Linked DNA regions of Pan troglodytes: region 2 is linked to region 1. The links are chromatin contacts, called in public HiChIP or PLAC-seq maps. All regions are on one chromosome and are shown on one strand. Each heading gives the region's core, a stretch centred on a gene start, on an enhancer-like site or on the middle of the called end of the contact. The rest is flanking DNA. Distances are from core to core; before and after follow the strand shown. Region 1 holds the start of MANEAL (mannosidase endo-alpha like). Region 2 holds the start of AIRIM (AFG2 interacting ribosome maturation factor).

The links. HiChIP or PLAC-seq counts read pairs in DNA pulled down with a chosen protein or histone mark.
Region 2: an H3K4me3 HiChIP or PLAC-seq map of stem cell-derived excitatory neurons shows a contact between it and region 1, with 4 times the contacts expected there. The contact joins the promoter of AIRIM here to the promoter of MANEAL in region 1. A contact is called at or near these places in 1 of 7 Hi-C or Micro-C datasets (stem cell-derived neural progenitor cells) and 1 of 1 datasets of contacts at active chromatin or transcription factors (stem cell-derived excitatory neurons).

The regions. Positions count from the first base shown.
Region 1 is chr1:193,195,018-193,199,874 of NHGRI_mPanTro3-v2.0_pri, forward strand. MANEAL (mannosidase endo-alpha like) reads right to left here and starts at 2,630. Exons shown (of 4, transcript XM_001170001.8): 1 at 1,745-2,630; 2 at 627-736. The coding sequence starts at 2,294.
Region 2 is chr1:193,296,732-193,301,588 of NHGRI_mPanTro3-v2.0_pri, forward strand. AIRIM (AFG2 interacting ribosome maturation factor) reads left to right here and starts at 1,938. Exons shown (of 6, transcript XM_063803468.1): 1 at 1,938-4,182; 2 at 4,316-4,420. The coding sequence starts at 4,117. It overlaps CDCA8 (cell division cycle associated 8), which reads right to left and starts at 2,198. Exons shown (of 10, transcript NM_001246430.1): 1 at 1,971-2,198; 2 at 1,722-1,850. The coding sequence starts at 2,064.

The sequences.
Region 1 (4,857 bases), core at 1,380-3,879:
CAAGTGGTTGGTGCTAGCTGCCTGAAACAGTGGAATAAGTATGCTGAAGCTGTGTCAGTGGAAAACTGCTGTGATCTGTTAGACATGTCAGTGGTGGAATTCTCTTCAGGAATAGGGGAGTGGGGCTTTTCTTCTTTCTCTATCATTTTTCTTCCTTCACCACAGAAGCAAGGGATGACTTACTTATTGGCACATGTGGGGAAATGCTTCGTCCAGTCCGTCCTTCCTCTTGAAAGTGAGCCCACCTGCTGAGAACACCTGCCTACTCCTCGAGGTCCAGCACTGCCTCCCACTAGAGAGTTGAGTCTGCAGGTCCTTTTGGCTCTTGCCTACCCTTTTTCCACCATGCTTTACAACCTAACCTCTATTATTATTTAACAAAAGTGATAATTATTTAGTCTTCTCTTGGTCCTATATTTAGTTTTCTCAGTTTTCTTAGAATTCAAAAAACTAAGAGCAACATAGCCACCATTTATCTGAACCCTCCCCCAAAACCACACTTGCCACATATTTGTTATCCCTGGGCTACTGCCAAGAACTTCTGTAGAGGCACTAACCCTGTGGGCGGAGGAGAGCAACTCTCCAGAATAGGGCAGAGAGCACGTGGCCTCTTCTTGGAGACTCACCTGGATGCTGTACTGATGGGCAGTGTCCAGAATGGCGGGCACCAGGTCATCTGAGGGCTCCCCGTTATCATCAGCCATGCCAGGTGGGTACCAGGACAGGACCAGGACGCCTGAGACGCAACACAGAGGCCACTTCAGAGACACACAGTACCCCCCTCAACAGAGATTTTTTTCCTCACAAACATCTCCAATTGCAAAAATGGTTCCTAAAAAACTGAAGCAAGCCTCCTGCCAGGTTCACTTCCTGCAGATGAGTCCCAGAGCCTCGCGCCCCGGAGCTGTCCACGCCCGCGGTGCTGAAGCGGAGCGCCTGCGGGAACCGTACGTAGCGCGCCAGGCCGGGAGGGAGCCAGGCTTTAGACTGCCTCAGCAAGTAGTAGAACAAAAGGAATGGGAGGACAGTGCCACACCCACCTGGAAGCCACAGGCCTACCTCTGAAGAAGAGAAGCACCCCTAACCCTAACGTCCCGCATGGAGAAGAGCCCTGAGCAGAGGCCATCTGTAAAATCCAGCAAAATTCAGTGACGAAATCCGAAATAAGTGAGCCTCCCCTCTCCAGCCTACAAAGGAGGCGCCCTGGGACCTTCCCTCCAGCTGGGTGCTTGATGAAAAGCCTCTAAACCCCCAACACTACCTCCAACTGCAAATAGAGCAGAGGCCTTCATGGAACACGGGCACACTTTCCTCTCTGCAGCCAGCAAAAGCAGGAACGGCTGCTGCTCTACCCTGTACCTGCCATGAAAGCAGAGGCCGCCCTAAGTTCCACTCCTCTGAACCCCAGAACCTGCGGGCCAGGACTCCAGGCCTCACTTCCCATCGCCCAACAAATTTGAAGACTCTGCCTCCCTCTCCTGGTGCAAACTCCTAGCAGTTCCGCCCTGTGGGAAGGGCCCTGGATGTTAGGGATGGAAGGGCCCAGCTGGGGGGTCTGAATACTAGACGGAGGGGCGGTGTCGCATGGTGGGCCCAGGATGAGAGTGGGAGGGAACAGCTAAGAAGCCAGGCTGGCGGATAAGTGGGACCAAAGGGCCGGTGACAGGACCAGAGGGAGCTGGGGTGTGGGAAGGAGGAAGGGTGAGGCTGGGGGGCAGGGCCGCCAGGGGTGGGGGGCGCTCACCGATGGCGGCTTCCTTGAGCTGGGTCATATGCTCCCGCAGCACTTCGGGGTCCCGGGAGCTGTAGGGCCCCAGCTCCGGGTAGAAGCTGGAGCCCAAGTCGTCTGGGGGGCTGTGGCGGCCGCGGGGGTAGCTGGCCGAGATCTTGGGGTCCCAGTGCGGCACCATGACGTGGTCCCAGTGAATGTAGTGGCCCTCGCTCCGCGGGCTCCCGTACCACGAGTAGTAGAAGGCGTGCAGGTCCGAGTAGACGCGCAGGCTCTGCACGGGGGCGGGCTCGGCCTCCGCGGGTGCCGGCCCAGGGGAGCCGCCAGGGTCCGCGGTGCGGGGCGGCGGCGGCGGCGGGGGCGGCGCGGCAGGGGCTGCCGGGGCCCTGGGAGCGGGCGCGGGGGCCCCCTCTGGGCGTCGCTCAAAGGGCGCCAGCTCCAGGCCCGGGCCCAGCGCCGGGAGTCCGTCCGGAGCCTTGAGCGTGCGCAGACCCATGAGGGTGCCGAAGGCGAAGAGCAGCACCAGGAACAGAGCGATGCAGGCGCGGCGCCGCCGCCGGGCCATGGCCGACTGTGCGCTCCTGCAGCCGCCGCGCTACCTCCCAGCGTGCCGCGCCATGGCCGCCCGCCCGGCCGCGCGCTTCCCAGGCAGACTGTGCGCCCGGCAGAGCGCGGCGTGGGCGGCGCCCGGCCTGTCCCCGCAGTGCGGGCGGGCTCGGCACACAGGACGCAGGCGGCGCGGACCAAGTGGCCGCGAGCCGAGGGGGAACTGGACGCCGAGTGCAACGCAAGGCCCAGCGAACGGCGAGTTTCGGGGCCACAGGAGCAGGGGCCTGAGTCAGGCCGCGTGACCCGCGAAAGAAGAGTCGCCTGGCTGCCTCGGCGGCAGGTGGTGGCGCCTGGCTGGGGAGCGGGGACGCAGGCCTTCCGGAGCGCGGGAGAGAGGCGGCGCGGCGGCGGCGCTGGGGCGGCGGGGGCGGGGGCGGAGGCGGGGCGGGGGGGGAAAGAAGCGCGCGTCGGTGGTTCTCTCCCCAAGGATTTCCTTCTTCGTCGATCCACCTTTACTCACTTCACTGGCCCCCTCCCTACGGGTCTCAGTGCCACCCTTCTAGCCCCAAGTCCCCCATCCCTCGGCCCCCCTCCCCGGCACCCCAGGCAGCCCCTGAACCTCGGGGGAAGGGGCGTCGGGAAATCCCCAGGAATCGGACCCTGCAGACGCCGGCCGGGGCCTGGCGGGCGGAAGACGACCGTGACTCGCGCAAGGTCACACTGACCGGGCCTGGACCCCGGGTCAGGGCGCACTCTGCAGAGCTCGCTGCACTGCCCAGCCTGCCGGGTCGCAGTGTGGCTTAGTGAGTTCTCTGGTTGGAATCTCACGAAGCCAAAATTAAGGCGTTGGCAGGTTACACTCCTTTCTGGAGGCTCTAGGAACGGATCTACGTCCAGCTCAATGGCAGAATTCAGTTCCATACAATTGCAGGGCTAAGGCCCCCATTTGCTTGCTGGCTGTCATCTGGGGGTCTTTCTCAGTTTCTAGAGGCCTGCTGCATTTCTTGGCTTGTAGGCCTGATGTCGTCTGGAGCGGTCTCTCCTGGGAGAACCTCCTAGAGTCAGGGAGGATTAAATGAGATGGTTCCCGTAAAGCACTTCCACGGGGCCTGAAAAGCAAGCGCTCAATACATGTGCGCCTTTCTTCCTGGATTCTGGGCTCCAGAGGACAGGCCCCGTCTTATTTACCTTGTTAGACGCCAAGGGCTGCTGGAACAGCATCTGACACTCACTTCCTAGTGCCGTTTAAGTGAGTACCAGCCCCTGGTGTGATAGTCTGTAGATAATAAGCTTTTCACTCGCTATTGATAGAGTTCCTACACTGCATTATTCATTACTTCATTTATTCAGAAGATAGTTTTGTTTATCATATGCCTCCTTCAGTGGTCCGCAATGACAGCAACTTTGTTTCATTCCCTGTCTGCATGTCTAAAACAGAGCTTGGGATGATGGCGGGCACCCAGTTCTTATTGGTTAAGTAAAATGAATTGTAGGGAACCCAGGAAGAGGAGCAGGAAGCTTGGGAAGTGTTGGTAGACCTGCAGCCGAGGAAAGTGAGCTTGAGAGACCTTATGGTGGTAAATGTGAATGAAGTGGAATGCCTTCAGCTCCAGGTCGCCCATACCCGATTCAGCCTGGCTTAAGGAATATGCCAGTGTATCAACTTGCAAAGCAAGGAGCCCAGTGGCAGGGCAGAGTGGGTATTTTCTCTGATCCAACAATGTCATTAGGAACCTGAGATGTTCCCGTCTCACTGCTCTACTCTCCCCACCACTGACTTCATATACAAAGCCAGTTCCCCTCATGCCACAAAATGGCTGCTATGGCTATTGACTGCTCTTCCCATTCCACAGGCAAGGGTAAGACTGATTTCTCTTTCCCAGAAGTCCTAAACAAACATCTCATTGAATCTCCTTGGTCTAATCTGGTTTAGGCCTTTTTATGCCAGACAAATTATTGCCGAGGGGGATAGAATTACCATGACTAGATTAGATTACATTTGTGGAGTGGTTTAAATGTTGGAGAGAATACCATGTCTACCAAAGAGTGAGGTGACTCTGGGAATAGAAAGAGTGAGAAGAGGCTGGGTGCAGTGGCTCAAGCTTGTAATCCAGCACTTTGAGAGGCCAAGGCAGGTGGATTGCCTGAGCTCAGGCATTTGCGACCAGCCTGGGCAACACGATGAAACCACCGTCTCTACTAAAATACAAGAAATTAGCCAGGCGAGGTGGCAGGCGCCTGTAGTCCCAGCTACTTGGGAGGCTGAGGCAGGAGAATTACTTGAACCCAGGAGGCGGAGGTTGCAGTGAGCCGAGATCACGCCACTGCACTCCAGCCTGGGTGACAGAGCGAGACTCTGTCTCAAAAAAAGAAAGAAAGAAAGAAAGAATGAGAAGAAAACGGGTAACGACGGCACTCTCAGGAACACCAGCATTTCTGGGACAGGCAGAGGAAGGAGAGAGTCTAAGAAGGAAACAGAAAGAATCATTAACGAGGAACTAAGAGAACAGGGAATCGGTGGTGATGGTTTTGGAAAAATAGTGGGAAGGTTTCCCCAGCTCCCAGTCATCCCACTCTTT
Region 2 (4,857 bases), core at 688-3,187, 100 kb after region 1:
CTAGCTTATGAGGCCTTGAGCAAAGTGTCCAATTTCTCTGTGCCTTAATCTTGTCATTTTGAAAAATAGGGATATTATTAGTTATGAAGAAAAATTAGTTAATGTATGTAAAACACTTGGTACAATGCCCATCCGGCATAGAAAGCACAATATGCTCACTGACCACTACTCTATTCTATCTCCTTTGTAGTACCTATACTTTTAATTACATAATTGTATGTGGATTTTTCTAATAGCTCTTTTCTACTAACCTGTATGTTCCTGAAGGCAGAGACAATGTCTGTTTTATTCCCCAGTGCATCTTTAGCACCTAGCACTGTGACTGACACATGCTCAGTATTTGGAGAAATAAGCAAATGAATGGCTTAATATTAATAAATAAAAGGGCAAGTCAAAAGGATCATTCAATGTCTAATATGTGAGCAGACCATGCATTTCTATCCAGGAAGGAGACTACATGCTGGATAGTTAATAATAAGGAAAACAGAAAAGGGCAACCCAGCAGAAAAGTACAGCCTCCTGCATTTCTCTGGACATTTAATAAGGGAGTGCAGAAACAGGCTGAGATTTTTCTCTGGCCAGGAAAACTGATGTGTCTGTTTTTTTTTTTTTTTGAGACGGAGTTTTGCTCTTGTTGCCCAGGCTGGAGTGCAATGGCGCGCTCTCGGCTCACCGCAACCTCTGCCTCCCAGGTTCAAGCGATTGTCCTGCCTCAGCCTCCAGAGTAGCTGGGATTAGAGGTATGCGCCACCACGCCCGGCTAACTTTTTTGTATTTTTAGTAGAGACAGGGTTTCTCCATGTTGGTCAGGCTGGTCTCGAACTCCTGGCCTCAGGTCATCTGCCCGCCTCAGCCTCCCAAAGTGCTGGGATTACAGGCGTGAGCCACCACGCCCAGCCTGATGCGCCCATTTTTAGGTTAGCAATTTCCATAAGCTGCAGAAGGAGCTGCTTCGGGTTATTCTTCTATCTGAGCTCTGGTTAACTAACCATGTCATTTATTCATTCATTTTTAAATGGGTAAAATATACATATGTTTTTAAAAATACTATTTTCTGGCCGGGCGCAGTGGCTGACTCCTGTAATCCCAGCACTTTGGGAGGCCTATGTAGGCGGATCACTTGAGGTCAGGAGTTCGAGACCAGCCTGGCCAACATGGTGAAACCCCGTCTCTACTGAAAATACAAAAATCAGCGGGGCATGGTGGCAGGCGACCGTAATCCCAGCCACTCCAGAGGCTGAGGCAGGAGAATCACTTGAACCCAGAAGGTGGAGGTTGCAGTGAGCAGGGATCGCACCACTGCACTGCACTGCACTCCAGCCTGGGTGACAGAGTGAGACTCTGTTTAAAAAAAATTAAATAAATTTCCTGATGTGTGAAAATTATGTGAAATTCACATTTCAGTGTATCCATAACTAAAATTTTATTGGAATACAGCCCATCCATGCCCATTCACTACAGCTGTTTTGGACCTGTAACAGCAGAGCTGAGTTGTCCGACAGAGACCGCCCCGCCCGCCGCCCCCCAACCCCCCCCCCCATTTTTCATAGAGAAAAATGAAGTAGGGAAGTGAGACAGAGAGTGAAAGGGTCTGCAATTTTCCATAAGTGGTCATGTCAGATCTCATTAAAAGGTGACATCTGAGCGAGCCCTTTCTGAAGGGTGTCACCTAACCCCCAGGGGCTCCCGGCCTCCGCCCAGGGAAGCTCTCCAGCTCTTACCGAAGTAGTCAAGCCAGTTCATCTCGCGCAGAGCCTTGGGGAGCCGCAGGATCTCGATGTTGTAGAGGTTATCCACCTCCTTGAGGAGGTTCTGCCTGTCTGACTCAATTTGCTTGATTCGTATTTCCACTGCGGGAGGGCAGAGCCGACAGGACACGGGTCACGGGCGGGCGAATCTGTGCAGCTCGTGTCCCCACCCGCCAGCATCCCGCGACCGCCCCAGGAGGCCGCGACGGCCTGGCCCCTTACCTTCACGGTCGAAGTCTTTCAGAAAGGAGGCGAGCTTCCGCCTCCGTAAGGAGTTGGTCTTGGCCACCCGACTACTGCCCTTCCTAGGAGCCATGGCGCTCGGCGGAGGCTGCGGGGAGCGGCGGAGATGGGGCAGGGAAGCAAGAAACTGGGTAGGGACGAGGAGGGCGGACGGGGACCACCCGAAGAAGTCGCCAGGCACGTACCTGCGGTCCCGAGACAAGGGCTGAGCAAAACCTCGCTGTGCCAGTGAGAGAGAGCGGCTCTACAGTCAACCGCCACCCAATTCAAACTCCACAGTCACAGGCTGACGAATGAGAAGCCGCCGTCCCACAACATCCAATCACAAGCAAGTTCCTGCCGGCCCAGGGTCTTCCGCCCAATGCGCCCCCTATAGCCTGAGTGCGACAGCGAGGCCGCCGCCGTCGCGGGTACTCCTGGGAGTTGTGGTCCAGGCTTGTTTCCCCGCCCTCCCCACCAACCCACCCGGCTCCGCCCTGGCCGGCTGCAAACTATACAAACTACTACTCCCGGCAGGCCTTGCGGCGGCTCTGCAATACCCCAAGCTCTGGAGGGCTGGGGGCCTACTAGGTCAGGTCGGCTGTAGGATTCCGCTCCAGGGTCGGCGTCTGCTTCTTTCTGGCCTGGCTGCCACTGAGTAGCCAAGGGGCCGCCGTGACCCTCTGACTGATTGACTGGCTGGCTGCCTACGTCGGCGCTCCTCAGGGCCCCAAGCTCCCCAGGCCGAACTTCGGGCAAGTGGCGGGTCGGCAGAGACAGAGCAGCCCCGGCAGGGTTTGACGGAGCAAGGGGGACGGAATGATAGAGGAGCAGGGCAGGGGTGCAGGCTTTGGGGTGGGCGCGCTATCCCGCGGCCAGTCTGGGCAGCGAGTTGGGGGAACCCTATCGTTCCTCGCTCCCCCGCGGGCCGGCCACTCCCGCCCAGTTCGCGTGTTGGCGCCTCGACTGGGTGCGCAGCGCGGGGCTGCGACTTCAGGTGCAAGTAGTGGCGCTTGGCAGCTGGCTACACGGTGACTGCAGCATGAGCCGCGGCCACCAGGCTCCAGGGAGCCCAGGGCAGGAGGCAGCTCTGGGTGTCGTGGCCGTGGGCCTGGGAATGGGCGTGTAGACGGCGAGCCCCGCCGAGCCGCGGTCCTGTCGGAGGTGCTAACTGTGCATCTTGGTATCTGCCCACGGCCACAGGGTTGGATTGCCTAAGAGTTGTGCTGAGACCCAGAAGGCTAGAGGCTAGTTTCGAAGCTGTAGCTCAGGCTGAGTCTCAAGGCGGGCGGCGACTGGACGGCCAGACCGGCGAGCTCTTGACGGGTTTGTGGCCTGATTGTTTGGATTTGGTGCTTTTCACCTGTGGATGCGGTCTGAAGCCATGTCAGAGGGGTTGTGTTTAAGCGTGCATGTTATAGGCTATGGGAGTGATAATCTTGCCTCTCCCCCTCTGAGTTGAGGAACAATCGAAGAAATAAGCAAAGGTGCCAAGCAGGCTCCTGATGGGCACCAGCGAGCTTGGGGACAGAGCAGTCCAAGCATAGAAGCCCTGGCAAGCCTGGACCTTCCTGGAAAGTCCTTTCTCTCTCTTCCACCCTGGTCTGTTGCTCCATATGCAACAAATATTTGAATGTCGCTCTTCCGCCCGAGGTCAGCCCTGGGCAGTGGGTAGTGGGGGTGACACCCCAGTCTGCTGGGTGCCTGAGGATCTCCATCAGTCAGATGGCCAAGATGAGACGGGATGACAACCCGTACCTCATGTAAGCTTTCCCCCTGCAGGTGTTTTTATGCTGCGCAAGTCGGGCTTCCAGCCTCTCGGTTTCAGGGTTTCCTTCACCCTACTCCCCAATGAGCCCGAACTCCCTGGGCACCTGGACGTCCACCTGCATCTTAGCCAGAGCTGCCACGTCAGGAGCCCGTGATTTACTAGTTTTTGCCAGTTGGTTGTGATACACAATGTCAAAAGTGTCATTAAGGCACAACCGGAGGCGCAAGATAAGAGGAAAAGACTCCACAGCTAACAGGACATGCCACCACCGCCACCCAATTTAAACTGCCGCAGGCTGACAAATGAGAAGTCGCCGTGTTTGGACGGTCCCAACATCCAATCCCAAGGAAGCTTCAAGCCGAGTGGCCAATCCACATGTTGGACTACAGTACCCAGAAGTCATTGCGGCACTACGATATATTTTCGCGACTCAGTAGCCAGGCAGGCCCGCGGAGTAGCTTTGTGGGGCGGTCGCGTGTGAGCATGCGCAGAGAGACTGTGGGCGCGTGGTGCAGTCCCTGGAGGGTTCTCACGCTTTGGCTGTCTGGACTTTTAAGTTTTTCCGCTTTTTCAGGAACGCGACCGGCAGCCTCGGGCAGGGGAGACAGGACTGTATGTCAGAGAAGAGACGGCGCTTGGACGCCAGGAATCCTCTGAAGCAGGAGACTGCCCTATCCAGGTTACCCTTCCCGAGGGGAAACCAGGGTCTCCTTCAGAAAGCTGAGGCAGGCCGGGCGCGGTGGCTCACGCCTGTAATCCCAGCACTTTGGAAGACCGAGGCAGGCGGATCACCGGAGGTCAGGAACCCCGTCTACTAAAAATACAAAAATTAGCCAGGCGTGTTGGCGGGCACCTGTATTCCCAGCTACTCGGGAGGCTGAGGCAGGAGAATTGCTTGAACCCGGGATGCGGAGGTTGCAGTGAGCCGAGATAGCGCCACTGCACCCCAGCCTGGGCGACAGTGAGACTCCGTCTCGAAAAAAAAAACAAAAAAAACCCCTGCTTCTGGAGGTAAGACAACTCCTGTCTGAACACGATGACAGAGATGACGCCCACCCTCGACCCAGTGCCTCCCCGACTGACTTGGCACCCCAACGTGGTTATTTTCTGTTTTTA